Regions from separate parts of the Mus musculus genome. Here all the other regions are linked to region 2. A link is a contact called in public HiChIP or PLAC-seq, Micro-C and promoter capture Hi-C data. All regions are on one chromosome and are shown on one strand. The core of a region is the stretch at or near the end of the contact, and the rest is flanking DNA. Distances in the headings are between cores, read along the strand shown.

What was found. Promoter capture Hi-C pulls out the DNA fragments that hold promoters and counts their contacts. A called contact is a pair of places that touch in the nucleus more often than the background predicts. HiChIP or PLAC-seq counts read pairs in DNA pulled down with a chosen protein or histone mark.
Region 1: a contact with region 2 is called in a promoter capture Hi-C map of pre-B cells, with 3 times the contacts expected there. The contact joins the promoter of Clcc1 here to the promoter of Fam102b in region 2. A contact is called at or near these places in 4 of 39 promoter capture datasets (the HPC-7 cell line, cranial neural crest, hippocampal neurons and 1 more), 1 of 484 Hi-C or Micro-C datasets (uterus) and 2 of 9 other capture datasets (adipose tissue and liver).
Region 3: a contact with region 2 is called in a FOXA1 HiChIP or PLAC-seq map of pancreatic cancer cells. The contact joins the promoter of Elapor1 here to the promoter of Fam102b in region 2. A contact is called at or near these places in 1 of 39 promoter capture datasets (pre-B cells) and 2 of 115 datasets of contacts at active chromatin or transcription factors (large pre-B cells and pancreatic cancer cells).
Region 4: a Micro-C map of embryonic stem cells shows a contact between it and region 2, with 2.2 times the contacts expected there. The contact joins the promoter of Vav3 here to the promoter of Fam102b in region 2. A contact is called at or near these places in 6 of 39 promoter capture datasets (the HPC-7 cell line, hippocampal neurons, liver and 2 more), 8 of 484 Hi-C or Micro-C datasets (B cells, CD4 T cells, LSK cells and 3 more) and 5 of 115 datasets of contacts at active chromatin or transcription factors (bone marrow-derived macrophages, memory CD8 T cells, microglia and 1 more).

What each region holds. Positions count from the first base shown.
Region 1 is chr3:108,651,658-108,656,609 of GRCm38.p6, forward strand. Clcc1 (chloride channel CLIC-like 1) reads left to right here and starts at 2,256. Exons shown (of 12, transcript NM_145543.2): 1 at 2,256-2,323.
Region 2 is chr3:109,024,533-109,029,849 of GRCm38.p6, forward strand. Fam102b (family with sequence similarity 102, member B) reads right to left here and starts at 3,075. Exons shown (of 11, transcript NM_001163567.1): 1 at 2,653-3,075. The coding sequence starts at 2,789.
Region 3 is chr3:108,532,955-108,538,494 of GRCm38.p6, forward strand. It overlaps Elapor1 (endosome-lysosome associated apoptosis and autophagy regulator 1), which reads right to left and starts at 3,587. Exons shown (of 22, transcript NM_001346518.1): 1 at 3,342-3,587. The coding sequence starts at 3,494. It overlaps 1700013F07Rik (RIKEN cDNA 1700013F07 gene), which reads left to right and starts at 4,630. Exons shown (of 5, transcript NM_029314.1): 1 at 4,630-4,745. The coding sequence starts at 4,665.
Region 4 is chr3:109,336,758-109,341,939 of GRCm38.p6, forward strand. Vav3 (vav 3 oncogene) reads left to right here and starts at 3,926. Exons shown (of 27, transcript NM_020505.2): 1 at 3,926-4,485. The coding sequence starts at 4,282.

The DNA of each region.
Region 1 (4,952 bases), core at 1,006-3,505, 370 kb before region 2:
TGAACTCAAATAAGCCCCTCTCCCCTAAGATGCTTGTGTCAGAGCTTCTGATCACAGCAACAGGAAAATAACCAATAAAGATGGATAAAGGAGTTTGGTGGCCCCAAATCCCTATATCCAAGGATAACCTTAACTTCATAATCTCTCCTCCTTATCCATGCTCATGTGTAAGCATCCATAATTAAACCTATTGAGTCACACAAATAAAATGTGACTGTACAAGAACTGATGTGGAAAGTGGGTCAGGAGGAGGGGGAAGGGGACAAAAGAGGGTTATAATAAGTGGGTTTGATCAAAATACATTATAAACATGAAAATACGATGAAACCATTATCTATAATTAATGCATGCTATTAAAAAGAAGAGTGGAGACTCAGCTAATATAAGTTTAATTAGGGTTGGTTACGTGAGCAAAGGTGAAAGGTTATTTACAGTATAGATTGGCAACTTAATTAGTTGCTATACCATTGAAGAAAATACCTCCTCTCCTCAAGCAATCATTAACTGCCCATAGCCCTGTTCCATGTTCACATGTCATGTTCACAACGTCAAGACAGATACTGCCTTGTAACAGTTCTTAGCTACTAGTGAGTTCATGTCGTGCCAGGGAGACAAGAGTCCACAACACGCCTACCTTTCTACCCTTCCTCTGGCTCTCAGATTCTACCATTACCACCCCCACCCCCCAACCCACCAAATGATGTTCTTTGAGTTTTGGAAGGAGCAAGTTAGATGTTTCATTTAGGGCTGAGCATTCAAGCCACTTATTCTCAGCACTTTGAGCAGTTATGAGTCTCTGTATTAAGCACTACTACTGCAAAATGAAGCTTCTTTGCCCAAAGCTGAAGGCAGTACTAATGTTTGGGTAAACATAAATATTTGGAAGGCTGCTTGATATGTATGATACATTTAGTCAGCAAAAGAACAGTAGCTTCCCCCCTAGGGCATTGACCTCCCAGACGCAGATTTGATCAGGTCTACTGTGCCGGACATGAATCCCCTCCTATGGAGTGGGCCTCAAATCAAGCTGGAAAGAAGATGGCTACCCACTTAACAGTTTGCCACTATTGCAAATGTGGGTACATCTTGCCTGGGAGGGCAGCCGGGTAACATACAAGGTCACAGCAGGGCAAGACTGCTGGTGACTTCTTCCATAAGGCATCCTTATGTTATGAAAGCTAACCTTCCAGAGTAAGCATTCAGTCCAGTTCCATCTTGACTTCTGTACACACATGGTTGCTACAGCAGTAGGATCTTATCATCTACATCTGAAAGGCTACCAGCCACAGTAGCAATGGGGCTGGAGAAGTGGCTTAGCTGTTAAAAGAACTCAAGTTCGGTTTCCAGCAACCGAGTTTTGTGGCTCAAGATCACCGATAACTCTGCATCTCAGGTACCTGATGCTCTGCTGGCAACTGCAGCTCTGACCTCTGCTGGCAACTGCATTCATATGCAGAAACACAATCAGAATTAAAAAGAAAATACGTGTTGGTGCCACAATTATCTGGGACTTCCTATCTAGGGGGATCCAACCCCCTCTTCTGACCCCTGTATGTACTAGACACGCACGTGGAACACATACTATATGAAGCAAAGCACTCATACATATGAAATAAATCTAAAACGACTACAAATCTTAAAAAGTTGTAAATGATGTATGTATACCCAAGAATACCAAATTAAATACTAACAGTGTCTCATTGCCAGTTAGTTTTTGTATTCATTTCTGGGGTGGGGTTCCTCTTTGGACACTTTGGAAACTGCAAAGCCAGAAGTTGAAGATAAACACAAAACAAACCTTACGTCCAAACTCCCATTTGCCTCCCTCACTATATATAGTACTAGTTAACCATTATCTTCCACTTAGAAAGTTATGTTCGAAGTAGATCTCTCTCTCTATCTCTCTCTCTCTCCTTCTCTCCCTCCCTCCCCCCTCTTTCTTTCTCTCTCTCTCTCTCTCTCTCTCTCTCTCTTTTTCTTTCTTTCTTTCTTTCTTTCTTTCTTTCTTTCTTTCTTTCTTTCTTTCTTTCTTTCTTTCTTTCTTTCTTTCTTTCTTTCTTTCTTTTCTTTCCTTATTTACTTATTACTTATTTACTTATTTAGACGTACTTGGCTCCTTTAGCCACGACCGTCTGAACTGAACTGGTGGTTGGGTAATTGAAAAGCCCTTACTTCAGAGCAGAGGAGCGCGGCCTGGTCCCGCCCCCGCCTCCGCCCCCGCGGCGCAGCCAATCAGCAACGCGCGCGGGAAGGCCGCACAGCTGCGGGCCGAGCGAGTCGATGAGTCCGCTCGGGACTCCAGTCCGAGTGCACCGTGTTTGAGGTAGGCGGCTCGGCGTCTTCCGCGGCCGGGCTGGCCCGGGTCCCTCTGAAAGAGCAGGCAGGACCCTCGACGTGAGTGGGCGCTCTTCGGTGTGTCGGGGCGGCCCGCGGGTCTGCGTGGGAGGCGGCGCGGCAGCGTGAGAGGTGCCGGGGCCTGGGCCCGTGGCGATTCCCTGTTCCGTCTTACGCGGGTAGACAGCGCCCGCCAGTCATTCCCCTTGTCTCGGCTAACCCTGCGAATATACCGAGCGGCCCACCCTGGGGCAAGAGCATCCTTGCTTGTGTTATCTGAAACCTTGGCAGAATCTGCAACAAATACTGACGGCCAAAAAATTATATATATATATTGGATTTGTTGGAGTAATGGTATGAAACTCCAAATTTAATTTGAGTATATTAAGTTAGTTGATGCTGTAAGTCTGTGGGTTTATAATTAGGTGCAAAACGTCAGGTTTTCTCCATGATACTGATTATAAAAGTGCTCTTCTCAGCGTTGTCTGGGCACATATTGGAAATGAAAATTGTCTGGTGGGCGGTGGGCACCCTTTAATCCCAGCACTCCGGAGGCAAAGGCAGGCGGATCTCTGAGTTCGAGGCCTGCCTGGTCTACAGCGTTTCCAGGATACACCGAGAAACCTCGTTTCGAAAAACAAACAAACAAACAAACAGAAAAAAACAACCTCAATTGCCAGGAAAGGACAAGAACACGCGTGAGCTAAATAGCGACTTCCCGCTTCTAAGATAACCGAGAATTTGACTTCCCTTAACCCGGTTAGTCCTGCTTGGCTGGTTGGTTAGACCTCTGATTCTTTGAAATCAGTGACTTTCTTGAGGGTTTCCATTTCGTGGCTGTCAATCAGCCTGCACATCTTAAGAGCTAAGCCAGAGGCCGCCCCTGTGAGAAGCCCCTTTTCTGGTTTTCCCACCTGTGTGATAAGACCCAGCAGAGTTTCCTCACCCGCTTTTGAACCCTAACCTCCAAGGAACCTCTCAGAGCTCAGAGGCCATGGGCATGTTACCCGTTTTTTCTGGGATTGAGACAGTGGTGCCCTTTCCAAGAGTTTTTGTAAGGATTAAAGGAGCATATGTTTCAGTAACAAAATGTCCTCTATTATTGTATGAGTATGTTTTTTTATATACTATTATTGTGCGCACTGGAGTACATGTGTTGTAGTTGAGGCAATGAGAAAATGATACAAACTAACTGGTGTCCACCGACAAGTCATAGAGTAACGCAGGTTTTTTTCATAAACTGAGGCAACATAGGAAGATTTTTGTGATGTTTTTGTTTTTCCGAGTCAGTCTATGTAGCACTGGCTGGCCCTATCTCAGAGACTTGTCTTTAAAATAAGCTCGAAGCAGGTCCAGATTGCAACTTTGGAGGAAGTGTGGGATCAGTTCTAAGTGTTGTTGTTTTCAAAGAGTTCTAGTCTTAGATGACCACCGGCCTCTGACAGGAGGGATTGAATTTCCAATTGATTGTGGTTTTGGTTTCTTCCATAGCCCCCCCCCCCCCCTTTTTGACTTCCCAGCTCATTCTGGTGTGGAATCTAACTCTGGCTGCCTCCCCCCCCCCTTTTTTTTTTTTTTTTTTTTGCCTTCCATCATTTTATTCATTCTGTAGTCTTGGTTAACTCTTCACCTGCTGGTCACTATTGGAGAAAGTCACGTGGTTGCCCGTGGTGTAACTTTGTGAGTGGTACTTGGCAGGCTGTCAGCCTCCATAAGTGATGCCCTCTTGCTTTTGTTTTCTAAACGTCCGTTACCTTCACCCTAAACTCCTGTTTTTATCTGAGAAAATTTGTCTTCCTTCTCACTCGTTCTGTTGATGAAGAAGTATGCCATGCCCACGAAAGGGATACAGGATGCCGTTTCTGTAGCTTTTATTTCAGGTTTTTTTTTTTTTTTTTAATATTTTATGTTTATATGAGTATACTGTTGCTGTCTTCAGATACACCAGAAGAGGGCATTAGATCCAATTACAGATGGTTGTGAGCCACCATGTGGTTGCTGGGAATTGAACTCATGACCTTTGGAAGAGCAGCCAGTGCTCTTAACCGCTGAGCCATCTCTCCAGCCCTTATTTCAGTTTTTATATGCTCTTAATTACTTCTTCACTCATTAATACTGGTCCTTTCCCTATTACTCTTTCAGTAAGTGGTTATTTAATTAACTCATCAAGTGACCTTTTCTTGGGCTTTACTGAATGTCTTTGACATATTGAGTATAACCAATACTTGTTTTTTTCAGCCAAGCCCCTCCTCTTTTTTTTTTCCTTAAAATTTTTTTCCTTTAAAAAAATTTATGGGTCTTATAGCCGGGCGTGGTGGCGCACGCCTTTAATCCCAGCACTCGGGAGGCAGAGGCAGGCGGATTTCTGAGTTCGAGGCCAGCTTGGTCTACAGAGTGAGTTCCAGGACAGCCAGAGCTAAAAGAGAAACCCTGTCTCGAAAAACCAAAAAAAAAAAAAAAAAAAAAAAAAATTATGGGTCTTTTACCTGTATGTATGTCTGTGCACCGTGTGTGCACAAAAGGGCAGAAAAGGGAGTCAGATGCCCTGGAAGTGGAGTTACAGCCGGGTCTGAACTGCTGTGTGGGTGCTGGGTCCTCTGGAAGAGTAGCTTCTCCGG
Region 2 (5,317 bases), core at 1,825-4,324:
AGGCTCTCAGAAGGCATTTAGCATGAACCACATAGGTGTACAAACAGTCTAAGCACTGTAAGGCATGCTTGTCATCCAGGCAAGAAGATCAGGACACTCATCAAGGTCACTCTTGACATCAGGCCTTCCTAGGATGACAGTCACGAGCCCGCTTTAACCCTTTTACGCAGAAGTCTTTTCATATCGCTATGGGAGAAATGTTAGTCTCAACCACTTACAACTCAAAACGGTCCCCTAGAATAATTTTCTATATTAAAATTTAGCAGCCAGAGATGATCTATTCTTTAGATTGGTACCTGCTACTCAGGCTACACAATTTTGATTATTTCAGGTTTTCTATTTCTCCCTGTAAAGGAAGGTATGTTCTTTTTATTGAAGTGTGTGTATGCACACACACGTGTGTTTTAAGGCTGCCTCATGTACTCTAGGCTAGCATCCTTCTGCTTCTACATTAAGTTCTGAGACTGAGATCTGCACCACTGTACCTGGCACACTTTGGTAGGATAAAGGAATTGGTAGAAAAATCTAAGCAAACGTCTTCATCACCAAATGCCAAAATACATTCAATGTTTCAGGCACACTGTCTGAGGAAACCCTCAAGATGGCCTTAAATCACTGGCTGAGTTTTCCAAATTTTAGCTGTGAATGCCTAAGTAAACCCACGCAGGGTCATCACGGTGGGACTGAGGTTTGCTAAGCCCTGGTTAGGGCACTATTAACCTCAATTCTCTTCATAAATCCAGATTTTAGTTGGAGGAAAGGTTTGTTTAACACAAGCAACCTGACTTTTATTTTTTCCTGTGTGGAGAAATCAATTATAGCCCTCATACCTTAACTTATTAGGCAGCTGCCGACTCAGAAACTCCTCAACAGCACACACCTTTTTTCTCTGTCTGACATCACGCTGTCTGAAGTTAGACTTGGGCCAGAAACTTGGCATCACGCGATCAGACAGGAGGGGGTCTTGGGAAGGTATGCTTCCTAAGACTCAATTCACTTACTAGCATAGTAAAACTCTCCACCTCATAGCCCTACCTAGAGTAATCAATATGTTTAAACGGCCCAGTGGACATGTGTACTGGGAGTGAGGTGTGTGTGGGGGGGAAATGGTCAGACTTGTGACTGACTGACTTGTGAGGCAAATCAACACTCCATGCAGAAAAGGAGGTAGAAAAGAAAGAAGGTAGGTAGGCCCATGTTCTGACCACCAGGTGGCACCATTGAGGCAGAGGCTTACGTCTATCTGTTCCAACTTGGGGGAGGGGGAAAAGAACCCTCCAGGAAAACTTTGTCTAGGCCTCAGAGTAAGGCTGTCACTTGACCCCCGCATGGTGTTCAGGATTTCCATTGCAAGAGCTAGGAAGTTTTACACACATACACACGCGCGCGCGCGCGCGCGCGCGCGCGTGTGTGTGTGTGTATGTATGTATGCATGTAGTTTTTTCCTCTCCACAGTTCATTGTTCTCTGACAGCAGTGTTAAAATGGTTGTATAATCAATTAGCTGAATGTCTACAGGTTTGTCATCACAGTTAAATATTGAAAATTATCCTCAGTGGATTTTTAAAAATAAATTTGAGGATCAATAGTGCCGCGTACATCTGTTCATTTAGGCAATTTGGCGTTTCCTGGCTTCCACGGGATTCATTATTGCCAGAGAGGGCAGTTTTCTGGCTTCCGTCCCACAACCCATTGACATTTTTTCCTTTACATTATTAATGGAACAGCAGATAAAAAGAATATTTTTTAGGGTAAAAATGAAGTTTACGTAGACAAAACATATATTGACGACTAGCCCCTTCTCCTTGACTTTAAGAACTTAAAAGTTCATTCCAAAACTTCTTTCATGTATCTTGTTTTTCTGTAGAGAAAAATATCTAAGAGCAAATCTATCAATGTGTAACCTGCCCTTAAATTACTCAAGGAATCCTGCCATACATGGCTGCGTTCTGTCACCTGCTGTCAGATTCTTTCCCAGTGTCTAGGTGCTCATTTTAAAAGGACATGGAGGATAAGGTCTGGGCTCTCTTGATTCTAAGTCTTTCACTGAGACCCACTAGTGGCCACTTGAAGATGGGTAATTGAGAATATAAGCACATTAACTGGAGACATAGCTCTAAGGCAAGCCAAAGACTACATAGTCTCGTCTGCCAGGAACGCTTGACTCAAGACAAGCCCGACCAGGCGTATCCCAAGCTCTATCGTGGCCACCCTAAGTCCCAGTAAAGTCTCAGTAATTACGTCAACCACAGGCGGTTCCGAGTGGGAGCTCTTGGACTGTAACAGTTTGGGTCATTTTCGCTTCTCTAAGGTTTACGGTCTACTTTGGATTTTGCAAATATGGGAAATGTCTTTGGACAAACCAGAAGCATCCTTTCTGTGTCTCCACCGTTCCTGAAGAACTGGGGGGAAAGCAGACTCAGGGGCCACCTGAAGATAGGCGCGCGGGACAACCAGCCCAGCCCACTGCGAAGCACTTGGTGCCGTTTGTTCGATGCTCTGGCTGATTTCAGACTCGTCTCTGGAGGACGATGAGCTCACCGAGCTGGCAGCTCGACAGAGCAAAGGGGCCAAGCATAGAAAGGGATGCTGGCCGTGCAAGAAGCCCCTGCCTGCGGGCAGCCGCGGGAGAGCAGCTCCCGAGGCTCCTTACCTGGAGGACTCGGCGGTGAAGCTGCCGCCGTCCAGCAGCCGCATCTTGCAGAAGAGGACCCCGTTGACGAAGGGCACCGAGGAGAGCTCCTCGAGCTCGAAGTCCACCTTAAACTTAAACTTCTTCTTCTTCATCATCGTGAGGGCCAGGCGCCGGCGAGCGGGCTGCGCGGACGGGCGCCGCCGCCTCAGCTCGGCCGAGCCTCGGATCCGCCCAGCCCCATGGCCCGGGCCGCGAGCGGCGCGTGGGGGCGCAGCCGGGGGGCGCCGCGAGTCGGCGGGAGCCGGGGCCGCCTGTCGCGGCAGCCCGGGCCTGAGAGCACCGGCGGCTGCAGCGCGGACCCCGGCCGCCCGCGAGGAGCGGTCGCCTTGCAGCTCGCCCGGGGAGTGGGCGCCCTTTCCGTACCGCCGCCGCCGCCCGTCTGATCGCGAGCAGAGAGAGAGGCGCCGCTAGGAGAACGGTCGCTGCCGCCTCCCTGCCCGGGGCGCCCCCAGCGGCCGCAGCCGGAAGCGCACCCAGCGCGGAAGCGGGCGGTCCGCGGAGGGCGGAGGAGCTCCGGGCGGGCGCGCGCCCCGCCGGGGAAGCTGGGCAAGCTAACACGCGACAGCAGCGAGCTCGGCACGCCTCCCCGGGGTTAAAAAAAGACAAACCCAGCCGAAAAAGCTTCCTTGTGCAGCTTCCTCTGCGCCTTTCCTTTCTGGGTTTGCACCGCCCCCCTTTCTTCCCCTCCCCCTCCAGTGATTTCACGGCCTCTGGGTTTGAAGATAAATAGAGACAAATAGAATCCCAAACCTAAAAATCTTCTGTAGGGTCTCTAAACCCCACTAGCTCTTAAACATTAGATGAAAGTCAGCTAGGAGAAAGGAAAAGATTAAAATTTGCTGTGGCCACACCAAGTGCCCAAGCAAGGGGCTGTGCCTTGTGTTTCCCGTCATTGATGGCTTGTTTATTTAATTTCTGTCACCCAGGAAAGAAAAAGGACCAGAGGAGTTAAAATACTTTCCCCTTTAAAATCTGTACATACTGTGAACACATGAAGTCAGATTCTAAAGGCATACTTAAAAAATTCTTTTTAGATGAATATCAATTGTCCCCCCCCCCCCCACACAGTATCTACTGTTAAAACGTATGTTATCAATTTAATTGCGTACTGTTTTTGAGGGGTGGTGGTGTTTTTAGGTACTGTTGTTTGGTTTGGTTTGTAGTCAAGGTCTCTAGCTCAGGCTGGCTTCAAACTCCCCATGTAATCAAGGATGATGTTGAACTTGTGATCCCCATGTCAGGGTGATAGGGATGTGCCGCCATGTCATGTTTATGCAGTTCTAGGAATCGAACCCAGGACTTTCATGCATGCTAGCAAGCTACCTCACAACTGAGCTACATCCCCAGCCTGGCATCTGGCCTTTTTAATTTTTGAAAAGGTGTAGTTCAAAAGAATCCTCTTTGTAGATCATTCCTTTACGTTTTTTAAAAATTCAATTGATGTGTCTGGGTCTCTTGCCTGTGTTACAGGCCTGTGAACTACATGTGTGTCTGGTAATTGCAAAGACCATAAAGTGTGTCTGATACTCTTAAACGGGACAGTCGTGAGCTGCCCTGTGGATTTGAGAAGTGAACCAAGTCCCTTTGGAGCTGCTGGGCCATCTCTCCAGCCCATTTATTTATTTATTCATATAAAATATTTTAATTGCCTAAACCACCAGTTACTGGCTAGATAGATTCCATGACCAAAACCCAAAACCTGCTTGTAATAATTTTAAAGTCCTGGCCTGGCCAAGATGGATCAGTGTTAAAGGAACTTGCAGGACATGAGTTTCATCCCTGGAATTCACATGGCAGAAAGAAGCAACTAGCTAATCCCGCAGATTGGCCTCTGACCTCCATCCATAGGTTCACTGTAAGGCATGCACACCTACAAATACACTTGCATTATATAAATAAATAAATAAATAAATGTATTTTTTTAGACCTTTTAAAGACAAAACTGGACTGCAGAGAAATGTCGGTGGGTAAAGAGCCTCAGTGCAAGCCGGACCTCAGGAGCGTCCACAGTGTGACTTCAATCCTGAGAAGCCATGGAAAAGTGGAAAGAGAACCAGCTTCACAAAGTTGTCCTCTGAGGCCCGAACACCACCATGGCATGCATGCTTTCACACACACACACACACCCACACACACACACACACACACACACACACACACATACACACACCTCTCACACCCCGCACAAGAATAACACTACATAACAATTTAAAAAAGGCAAAACCTAAGACAGAAAAAAGTCCTAAATTTAAACGAAGTACAACTTGGAATAAGAAGTGATGAACTGAATGAATAAAGTGATGGCTTTATGGATTTTACCTAGGATTTGGGAGAAAGTAGGAGGTGTTCCAGGTGAAGAAGTAGGAGAAATAAAGATTCAGACTACTACTTGGGCGAGGGGAATTTTGCTGCCTTGTGGGTCAGAAAGAGATGGGGGAAGTGTTAGTGGACTTTGATGTCTGTAGCTTGCAGAAGCAGAGGGCCTGAACATTGCGATCAGGAGGGCAGGCTGGGGATAGGGGAAATAATGAGAATCTGTGCTGTTTACAGGGAGCAAGGCTGAGCCTTCGTGCCTGTGAAAGGTTAAGGTTGAAAATATGCATTTGGGAATTGTGGTAGTCAC
Region 3 (5,540 bases), core at 2,337-4,836, 490 kb before region 2:
TCTGCCAGATTCCTAGGGCCCCCTGGGCCTTTCAGTATGGATTGGGAAGTCCCTCTGGGGCTATTAGCACAGCAGCCTCAGGACAGGGCAGACCATACCAGAGCCAGTTTTCTGCTCCTCTCCTTTTATTTGGATTTGTTGCACTATGTTAAAAAAAACAAAAACAAAAACAAAAAACTGTTTGGGTTTCAGTCGGCAATTAGCTGGGGCCAGCACAGCACCAAAGGAGTGACTCATGTGGACAAACAGCATCCAGGATGTTTAGTTCCACTGGGTGACCCTGATTATTGTAAACCTGAGACAGGAGTGCCAAGCCCTGGCACACCTCCAGCAGTTTCCTCTCCCTGTGCTCTGCCACCTCAATAAAACCTCCAGCCAAGTCTCCCTTCTTCCTGCTTCAATCCGGTCGGAGGGCTCAGCCTTTATAAATAGTCCATGGCAGCAGTGCTATCACTAGGAGCAGCCTTAGTTTGATAAGAGGCCCTGGCATTGATACCCTACATAGGCTCCCGAGAAATCCATAGGAAAATCAAGAACTGAGAAGAGACAGTCTCCCTCGGACTAGATTTTCACCGTTTAAGAATTGGAAACCCCCAAACTTGCTGGATCAGCTCGTATTGCTTAATGAAGAACTTTGTAATACTGCACTCATTCTCTTCCTTATTATTTAGGAGTCAAGGGTGTTCAGAGGCTGTTTGCTCAGGAGAGTGTAAACAGAGCTTGCTGATGCCCCTGGCCAACGAGCATGCCTCCAAAGCTATTTCAACATGGCAAGGGGTGTGGGCCTAGCTAAAGAGGCTGAGCCAAGAAGTAGGGGTGAAGTAACTCTATTTTGTATTTGAGGTCCATTTTTATCTTTCCATCTTCAGGACAGGCATCCCTGGGGTTGTCGTTAGCAGAATGCCCATTCCACAGCTCCCCAAACTGTGGAGTGTTGAACACCTTTCCACTGCCTTCGACTCACTTACTCGTAAGCAAATGTTTGTGGTTTAAATAAGTCTAAAGACAGAATATGCACACAACATAGAATTCTTATGTTAATATTCTTCCCTCCCTCTTAACCAGAACGGTGTCCAAGGCCTTCAATTCAATGTCTTATATGTCACAGTGGACAAAGATCTAATGACAGGCGGCAGTTGTATGGTAGAATTCTTATCTTCTACAAAGGAAATGACAGTGTTTAACACTTAGGCAAGACAACTAGGCCACAGGCCACCAAGGCCAGTGAACCAAGGTCACTGGGAAGATCATCCTGTTCACGGTCATCTTTAAAATCTATCGTGAAGTGGCTCGGTAAAAATGTAGTTGGTTATGGTCACAGCCAGGGTATTATTGGGCCTAGCAAAAGTTCTAAAAGGCCCGCTGACTGGGGCCATTTTCCAGTGATTGCAGGGTTTTTATTTTTATTTTTTTCTGTGTGTTCATACTATGTATATGGATATGGGCACACACATCCCACAGTGTGCACATGAAGGTCAGAGGATGATTCTGTGAGGCCTGTCTCTCACTATGGAGCTTCGAATGACCTTGGATTTCTGGTCCTGCTGCCCCCACCTCCCAAGTGCTAAGATTACAGACAAAGGCCACTCTATCTGGTTTACTCAGTACTGAGGAATCAAACCCAGGGCTTCATGCATGCGAAGGGAGCACTTTGTTAACTCTGCAAAATGTGGGAGGTTTGAAAACAAAAGTCTAGCACTGCAGGAGGAAAGCCAAGGGTCAAATGTAGTTGAGGTGCTGAGGGGTTCAAATAGTCCTTGTAGCTAGGTCCCAGCCATGGGGTCACTTCATTTTTAATTTTTTTAAAATTTTGTGTATATGAATGCTTGCCTGTGTGCATGAATGTGTACTGCACGCCTGCAGTGCCCTCAGAGACCAAGAGAGAGCGTCAAATCCCCTGAAACTGGAATTACAGATGGCTGTGAGCTGTCATATGCCTTCTGAGAACTGAGTTCAGATTTTCTACAAAGGCAGCAAGTTCTCTTCACCCCTGAGCCAGAGCCATTTTTTCCTCCCTTTGTGGAACATGCTATGTCCTAGAACCCGATTTGTAGATTAAGCTGGCCTCAAACTCACAAAGACCCACCTGCCTCTGCCTCCTAAGTGCTGGCGATTAAAGGGATGCAACACCAAGTCCAGTACCTATGGGCCACTCAAATATTAATGAATCCCACTTGCTTCTTTTGTGATTTGCTATGTTGTAGATAGGCTAGTGGTTAGGACCCTCCATAATTGTATTTATGGGACTGCACTGGCATTGTTAATTAACACTGGTGACTTAAAGGACTATTTTAACCCCTCAAAACCTTAGCTAGGTTTGATATTTAGCATCTCCCCTACAGTGCTAGACTTTTGACATGTTTTCAAATCTCTCACATTCTGCATAAATTTTATTCTGCCTTCCCCAATATACTTTTTGTAAATATTTCAATGTTGTCTCTACCATATGTTTTTAAGTCACTTACAGCACAAACCAAATATCGTTATTTCACTAATACCAAAACTATTTAACTTTGGTATTCCTATTGTCTTGTCATATGTCCCCCCAAAAACCAATTTTCAAAATCATTTTTGTTGTTGTGGTTGTTAGAAGACATTCACTACCTCTTTTGTGAATTATGTTGTTAACATTTTAGAGACACCTTGAAAAGGACTTGTGGCATATGCTAACATAAGTTCAAAGGAAAGAGTGGGGGGGGATATGTTGTAGAATTCAAAATCTAGAGAAGGTGGGACATGTGCTAAACACTAACCAAAGTGTGCAAGGGAACAGGCAAAGCGTTCCAGGAGGGCCTCAGCCAGCAGCTGCGAGCAACTGGATGTTAACACAGAGGGCACTTACTAGGTAGGATCCTACGGCTGGTCTCCCGAGCTTCCCACCCTCAGACCCAAGGGCTTCTGACCCCAGTCTACTACCAGTCCTTAACTTTACTTTTATCCCAGTTCCCTCCTTTCCTCTTTCTGTTTGGTCTCTCGATGTTTCCAATCACTCTCTAGGTAATTTCACCCATCTGGGAAGCAGCTACTGTCTTCTTTCTCTTTCTTTCTGAGAACTGTCACTCTTTCGGACCTTACTCCCTGAGCCAGAGCTGCTGAGAGCTCCTGAGGGTGATCTATTTTAGGAGTCCTCCGATGGGCTGGCCTCCCCCATGACGACACCAGCCTGCTTCCCTCGCTCCAGCTCCTACTCATCCCTAGAAAAAAATTGAACTCTATGGCCCCTGAAACTGTGACTGGATCTCCAAGGTCTCTATCTGGATCTAGGCTTTTTAGCTCTTTTTTTTTTTTTTTTTTTTTTTTCCCAAAGTGAGATCAGGTCAAGGGGGTGGAGTGGACAGTACCTCTTTGCAGGCGTGAAGCTCGGGTCCGGTTCCCAGGGTCACCTGGAAGGTGGTCCCAGCCCAAAGCAACAGCCACAGAAGCCGGGGTGTGCGCCTTTCAGTTTTTCCTCCGTCTCTGGCAGAAGGATGGGGGTTGTGACCAGGCTCTGCCATAGCGCTGTCCTGAGCCAGCGGCAGTAGCGGCTCAGGTGCTGCGGTGGCTGCTTATGCTGGCAGAGGAGGAAAAAAAAAAAAAAAAAAAAAAAGAGGAGGGAGGTACACAGGGGGAGGATGCAAGGGGCTGGACTCGCTTCAGTCACCTCCCTGCGGCTACGCCAAGGCAGCCCATCCTTCTTCCTCCCTCGGTCCTCTCCTCCTCCTATCCATGTCGCCTTGACAACCGCATCCTCTTCGCTCAGCGCGGGTGGGGCAGGGACCACGCGCGCCTGTGCGGCTCACCTGCCGGTCTCCATGGCAGCCGCCACCGCTGGCGCGCGGCGTGGGAGTGCACGAGCCAGGGTTTGCAACTAACCGAACAGGCTTACGTAAAGCACGCAGTAGAGAAACCCTCCAAAACATCTGCAGCAGCTCATTTCGCACCTATTACTCTTCCGGGCAGGGGGCTATTTCTAAGCATATCTTATTTTGTAAACATGGCATGTAAAACGATTAGGGGAAGACAGGCGTCTTCGTTATCTTCCAGGGATGGTCTCCTAGAGTGGCCCCAGCACTAACTGCAAAAACTAGTTCCATCCTTCCTCCCCACCAAATCCATCCACGTTTTTACAGCCGTCTCAGTGAGCAACCATGACGTCTGCATAGTTAAACAGCAAGGAGTGTGACCTAATCGACAGTTTTGCAAGTAGGACACGTGAGATCTTTGAGATATATATATATATATATATATATATATATATATATATATATATATATATATATATATATATATATTGACATTCTCTTACTCTCGTTGATTTGAAAATGGGGAAGCTCTCTTTTAGGTGAAAGCGAGAAGGAAACATTTGGGTCATCTTTTAGTGTTTCTTTCGTCAGCTTTCGCAGAAATCCCATGCCTTGGGAAGCCAGCGTTTTCCAACAGAGGCTCCAGAGTGCGTATCCAGGTCGCCTTCCCTCCATTCACAGCAGCCTCCTCTCAAGGAGCCTTCTTAGTTGAACCGCCAGGTGGCGCATCAGAATACATCTGTCATAACTGGAGGGATAGCTGCCTAGCAACTAAAAATTGGGCGTTCCAAACAATTGGGACCCGGGATCCTCTGCGAACCAGGTCGTGCTGAGGCTGCACTAGTCTCCAGGGAGTAAGCGTGCGTCTCTGGGCCTTTAAACATGCTTCAGCCTCAGGAAACTTTCTCGAACCCTGCCTTACGCGACGAAGACAAACATTTGGGAAATCTGTGGGCTTCTAAGGTACATTGAGGTTTCCTCAGCAAATTCCCAGTGGGGCCTGCAGGAAATTCTTGGTAACCTAACTCTGATGAGATCACCAAGTATCAAAGAAATCTGTTTTCTGCCTGTCTCCTAGGTCCGCTATTTGCGTCTGATAACGTTTTGGAAGTGGTTTTGAGCAGAGGGAAGGGAACTGAGCTCTAATGTAGAACAAGGTCTGTCAAAGCAGTGATGGGGAATATAAATGATGGGGAAATATAATAATAGTCAGGGTTCCACCAAGCTACCCTTTTGTCTTGGCTTGGCATGTGTACTCCAAAGACAGATGAGAGGTAGAATGGAAGAAAATCTCTGAAAGACACCAGGTCATACTTCAAGCAAGTCTTCATGGTACCTCTGGCCTCTGGCTGATGCAAGAACACATTTGTATACGTGTGTGTGTTTAGTTATGTTCAGTGGAAATATACACCATCTTTTTCCTAGTCTGAGTATTTGGGATATTTGAAGAGATGCACAATAAAGCGAATTAAGTGGTAATTTGAGCTTGATAACAACACCAAAGAATTTCCTTTTCTTCAATATTTGCGGCTTATGTGCCAGGCATGCTGGGAAACACTGAGAAAACATAGCCTCAATTTAGATATAGTTACTGTCCGGTTAGCTTAGTAAGGAAGACAGGCCAGCCCCTGCATCAGTCACTTAGTGGGTAGCACAACTGATCCTCATATTTGGTGGGTGAAGGGGACGACCAGGAACTCTCAGCCTGCCTGAGCTATGAGAATCTGTTTACAAACAAACAACCAAACCCACAGACAT
Region 4 (5,182 bases), core at 2,676-5,175, 310 kb after region 2:
CAGGTATAGAGATGTGTGCCCCCATCTGGGAGTTTCCAGAGGATTAATTTTTTTACCGCTACACAGAGGCAAATTCCCTCCTGATGCTTTCACTACTGGGGAGGCAGAGTAAAGTGAGGAAGGATGTGTATGGGAGGGAGTAGAGGGGAAAGGTGGTTCATTCCATTGTATATTTGTCAATTTGGCAAACTGAGATTTCCTAGTGTAGTAGCATCAAGAAGCACCATGGATGGCTCTGAGAATTTGCAAATAAGTGTTACCACTTGTGTAGTCTTCTAGGAAGGGGTCCGTCTAACTCAGTAAACTCAGTAAGTGGGGGACCTGCACCTCTGAGTAGAAACAATGCAGATGTAAGGGGGATACAATCTTGCTTTTATTAAATCTGTAATAGGAACAATGTATGTAACACTTGATCTACAGAGCCTTTTCTTCATCAATGAAGTGTGTTGGGGAGGTGATACATCTTATTACAGATAATATATGTAAAGTATCAAGTAGAGGCCTTCACCCAGTGGGCAGTGAGGAAGTGATGGAGGGTGAAGGTTCCTCATGTGCCATTAAGGAACCATTTTGGTACTCTTTCCTAGCATGATAGAAACCTAAATTTCCATATCTGTACGTAAGAAACAGTTACCAGTATCTTTCAAATCATTCTCCTTTAAAATATTAAAAATTTAAAGAACACAGCTCAGGTGAGAAGCCCATTATATTTTTCTTTCGTTTCTTTTTCTCTTTTTCCTCCTCTTCCTCCTCCTCCTCTTCCTCCTCCTCCTCCCCATCCTCCTCCTCCCCATCCTCCTCCTCCCCATCCTCCTCCTCCCCCCTCCTCCTTCTCCCCCCCCTCCTTCTTTTTCTGGTACTCTATCACTGAACCACCCCCCATCCCAATTGCTGTTTTGTTGCCCCAATTTTAGACATTTACCATCACCTGTTGTAGCTTCTCACTCACCTGAAGAGCCCCACAACTTCTTTAAGTGCCTCTTGTAGGCCTCCTACACCTCCATCTGTCTTCCTTGCCCTTATATACACTTTCTGGATTAATATTTGAGTTTTATGACCTAAAGTACTATTTACATGTTACATGTGATATGTAGCAATTTAAAATATTTGGTCTTTGCTGATGCTCTGTGGATGCACAGGGATGTGTGGTATAGTGAGTGGTGTTTATGAAGCTGTCCCTGTGACAGGCACCACATATATTCATACCTTATATCAAGGCTTTGCAGCTTTTGATGGAAATTTATTTATCACCTGAGGACCTTGATACAGTTCAGGGTCCTACTCATTCAGTCTGGGTAGGGCCTGAGAGACTTTTTTTTAAAATTAGATATGTTCTTTATTTACATTTCAAATGTTATCCCCTTTTCTAGTTTTCCCTCCGAAAATCCCCTATCCCCTCCCCCCTTCCCCTGCTCACCAACCCACTCACTCCCACTTCCTGACACTGGCATTCCCCTATACTAGGGCATAGAACCTTCACAGGACCAAGAGCCTCTCCTCCCATTGATGACTGACAAGGCCATACTCTGCTACTTATGTATCTAGAGCCATGAGTCCCACCATGTGTTTTCTTTGATTGGTGGTTTAGTCCCAGGGAGCTCTGGGGGTACTGGTTAGTTCATATTGTTGTTCCTCCTATGGGGCTACAAACCCCATCAGCTCCTTGGGTACTTTCTCTAGCTCTTTCACTGGGACCCTGTACTCAGTCCAATGGATGGCTTTGAGCATCCACTTTTGTATTTGTCAGGCACTGGCAGAGCCTCTTAGGAGATAGCTATATCAGGCTCCTGTCAGGAAGATCTTGTTGGCATCCACAATAGTGTCTGGTTTTGGTGGTTGTTTATGGGATGAATCCCCAGGTGGGACAGTCTCTGGATGGTCATTCCTTCAGTCTCTGCTCCACACTTGTCTCTGTAACTCCTTCCATGGGTATTTTGTTCAGGCCCGAGAGTCTTACAAGGTCCACAGTGATACTCCTGTCTATGTATTCATTCCAAGTACCAAGGCGTACTCTTTTTTTTATTCTGACAACCCAACGTGGCAAGGGTCACTTCCTTCATTTTATAGGTGAAGAAAATGAAGGTTAGAAGAATAGAAGTTGCCCAAGGTTATCAAAAAGCAGCTTAACTTGGATTCTAAATCCAGGTTTGTTTACTGGTCGGTACACATGATCTGGATTTTGGAAATATTTTAACAGTATTAAGGGATGATCTGATGCTACCTAAAATGAAATGCTTGGCTAGTCTTTGCTTTTTCCTTATCATCTTTCCTCTTTTCCAGCGCCACTTCTTCTTATGCAGGACCACATTTTAAATGGCAAGTCATGTGTGTTTTGTTTGTAAAGATCTATAATGAGTAACATGGCTTACAGTACTTGCCTCTTTTTGATGGTTTTGCATTCTGAGTTTTTAGGAAAGTGGTAGTCAACAGCCAACCCCCCCCCCCCAAAAAAAATCACATGGAAAATTCCAGAAAGAAAAAGTATATATATTTTATACATTCTTTCACGATTTATGATTATAATGTTCTATTTTATTGCAACACTGCTGTTGATAATCTTCGTGCCTAGGATGCACTTTACAGTTTCGGTGATACAGTATTGCTAAGGATTGATCCTCCTGTAGTTTCAGGCTTTCAAACCTATTATGGTCTAGGAAACATTGTGCTATTGATGGACTCCACAGTGTGCACAGAGGAAGTTGCTGGGGACGGATGCATGCGAGGAAAGGAAATCCTTAGGCTGATTTATTATTGTTTAAGGCTGGTTGTGTACACAGCAGGCCACGCTTGCTACAGTCACGCATAAAAGAAGCGAACTTCTGTCCCAACAGATCATGTACTTTTTAAAAGTTACGTTTTGTCCTGTTTATAAAATCAATAAGATCCACAATCGAAAATTTGAGCTACAAATATCTAATGAAACAGCAGCAGCAGCAGCAGCAGCAGCAGCAGCAGCAGCAACAACAGATATAAAATCCCACCAAACTAGATTTCAATTAAAAAAAAAAAAAGACTAGCGAAGAGGGCATTTACAGGGAGTTGTCAGAGTTCAGTGAAATAATATATTACTACAAAAAGCTTATACACCCTTTTCGGCTTTGTAGGGCAGTGGGAATAAAAAAGACAGGGAGAACCTTGCCTCAGTATGACAGAGTTGACATGTGTGGGTGTGTGTGGGGGGGAACTTTCCAATTTTCCCCAGGGTTCTCCAAATATGCTGACCCAGTCTCTCAGTGTCTCGGTACTGAAGCGATTTGAGCTCAAACCTGGTGGCAAGTCACTGACGCATGCGCGCTCTTGCCTCTGTGTCACCGGCCAGTTTTCTTTTTTTCTCAGGCAGGATTTTGAAGATCAGCAAAAGGCGCTGGACTGCTTTAGTGAACAGTTCCAAGCCTGGGAGATATGCAAAACCTACTTCTTTCCCTCTACCTAGGCTGAAGCTGCAATTGTCCCCACGTCACGCACTTTCAAGGTGTCAAAACATTCTCAGAAGAAACTGACTTTCAGGAAGGGGCTGAGGATGGACCTGGAGGAGGCGGGACCAGGGGCCGATCACAAACTTTCCATGCTGCGTTCTCCAGCTGCGCGTAGTGCACATCTCATTTCTCCAGGCTCCCTGTGTCCCAGTTAAGCCTTGGCTCCTCTGAGACCCTCTTAATTTAAATCGCATTCATTGTTCAGGGTGTCCCCGGGGACACCCCTGCGAATCTCAGTGTTCAGCCACACTTCCTAGGAAGCCGCGCCGATGGGCTAATCCCTGGACGCCCCGGGGTTGTGCAAGCTCCACTCATCCGAGGGTTCACGGGCGGGCGGGGGCGCCGGGATCCCCTTTGTGGCCGCCGCCCCAACTCGGCCCGCTCCTCCCCCCAGCCGCCCCGCCCTCAGCCCCGGACCCCCAGCCAGGGCGGCGGGCACGCTCGCACCCGCGCCTCCGGGGACTCGCGGACCGCACAGACCGGCCAGGCGCGCTGGGCATGCTCAGTCGCGGGGCGCCAGGCTCGCCAGTCGGAAGCCAGTGCTCAGCGGAGCCGGCCGGGGCGCACCGAGAGCGCGCGGCACTCGCTGCTGCAGCGGCGGCCGGGCCGCGGCGCATCCGGGCGGGGACCCGAGGCGAGTCCCACGCGGCGTCCCCGAGCCGCCGGCAGCGGCGCCCGCTCCAGAAAGGCAAAGCGAACCAGGGGCCATCAGCGCGACTGGCGTCGGCGGGGCTCTGACGCTCCGCGGCGGCCACCTCAGAGTCGCTGCCCGCCCCGGCCGGGCCGGGTCCGGGAGCCGTCGGACATGGAGCCGTGGAAGCAGTGCGCTCAGTGGCTCATCCACAGCAAGGTGCTGCCCCCCAACCATCGGGTGACCTGGGACTCGGCGCAGGTGTTCGACCTGGCGCAGACCCTTCGCGATGGAGTCCTGCTCTGCCAGCTGCTCAACAACCTGCGGCCACACTCCATCAATCTGAAGGAGATCAACCTGAGGCCCCAGATGTCCCAGGTATGGAGGCCACCCCGCGACCCCGCTGCCCGTCAGAGGCTCCCATTAATCATCCGGATAATTTCTTTGTGTAAATGCAAACATCTAGGTGCGCTCCGCTTTGCCCTGCCTCTCAGTTCTCAGCTTGGGGGCTTTTCCTCACTTGCCTTGAAATGACTTAGCTTCTAAGCAGAACTAATAAAGCCTTGCGTCGGGAGATGGTGTATGGAATCCTAAAGGTTTCTGGGAGGCGGGAAGAAATAAGTTATCCTAGGGCGCGTTTCACCTTTCTGCCCCCCCCCCCCGTGTGTGTGTGTGTGTGTGTGTGTGTGTGTGATAACAAAGAGGGAGTCGGCTCTAAAATAACAATGAGAAGGGATGAGATGAAGCGGTGGGGTTAATTTTGCTTTGACTTATTTTTTGCTTTCATTTGGTCCTCACGTTCTGGAAAGAGGAACTGTGCCATAGATGAGGACTCTAGGAAGTGGAGGGCGTTTGGTACCGTTATCTGCTCAGAGGAAATAAACCAAGAGGGACACAGAGAGCCTTCCTGAAGTTCCCCACCCCGCCCCCTAAGCCCGTGGCCTGTTAGCAAACTGGAAGGTTGTGTTTATAGCTTGTCTGAAAACGTAAGGGGAGCCAGCCCAGCCTCCCTCACCGGTGGCAGGAAGTGAGAAGTTTTGCTGGAGACTCTGCTTTTTTTCATTGGGTCTTGCGA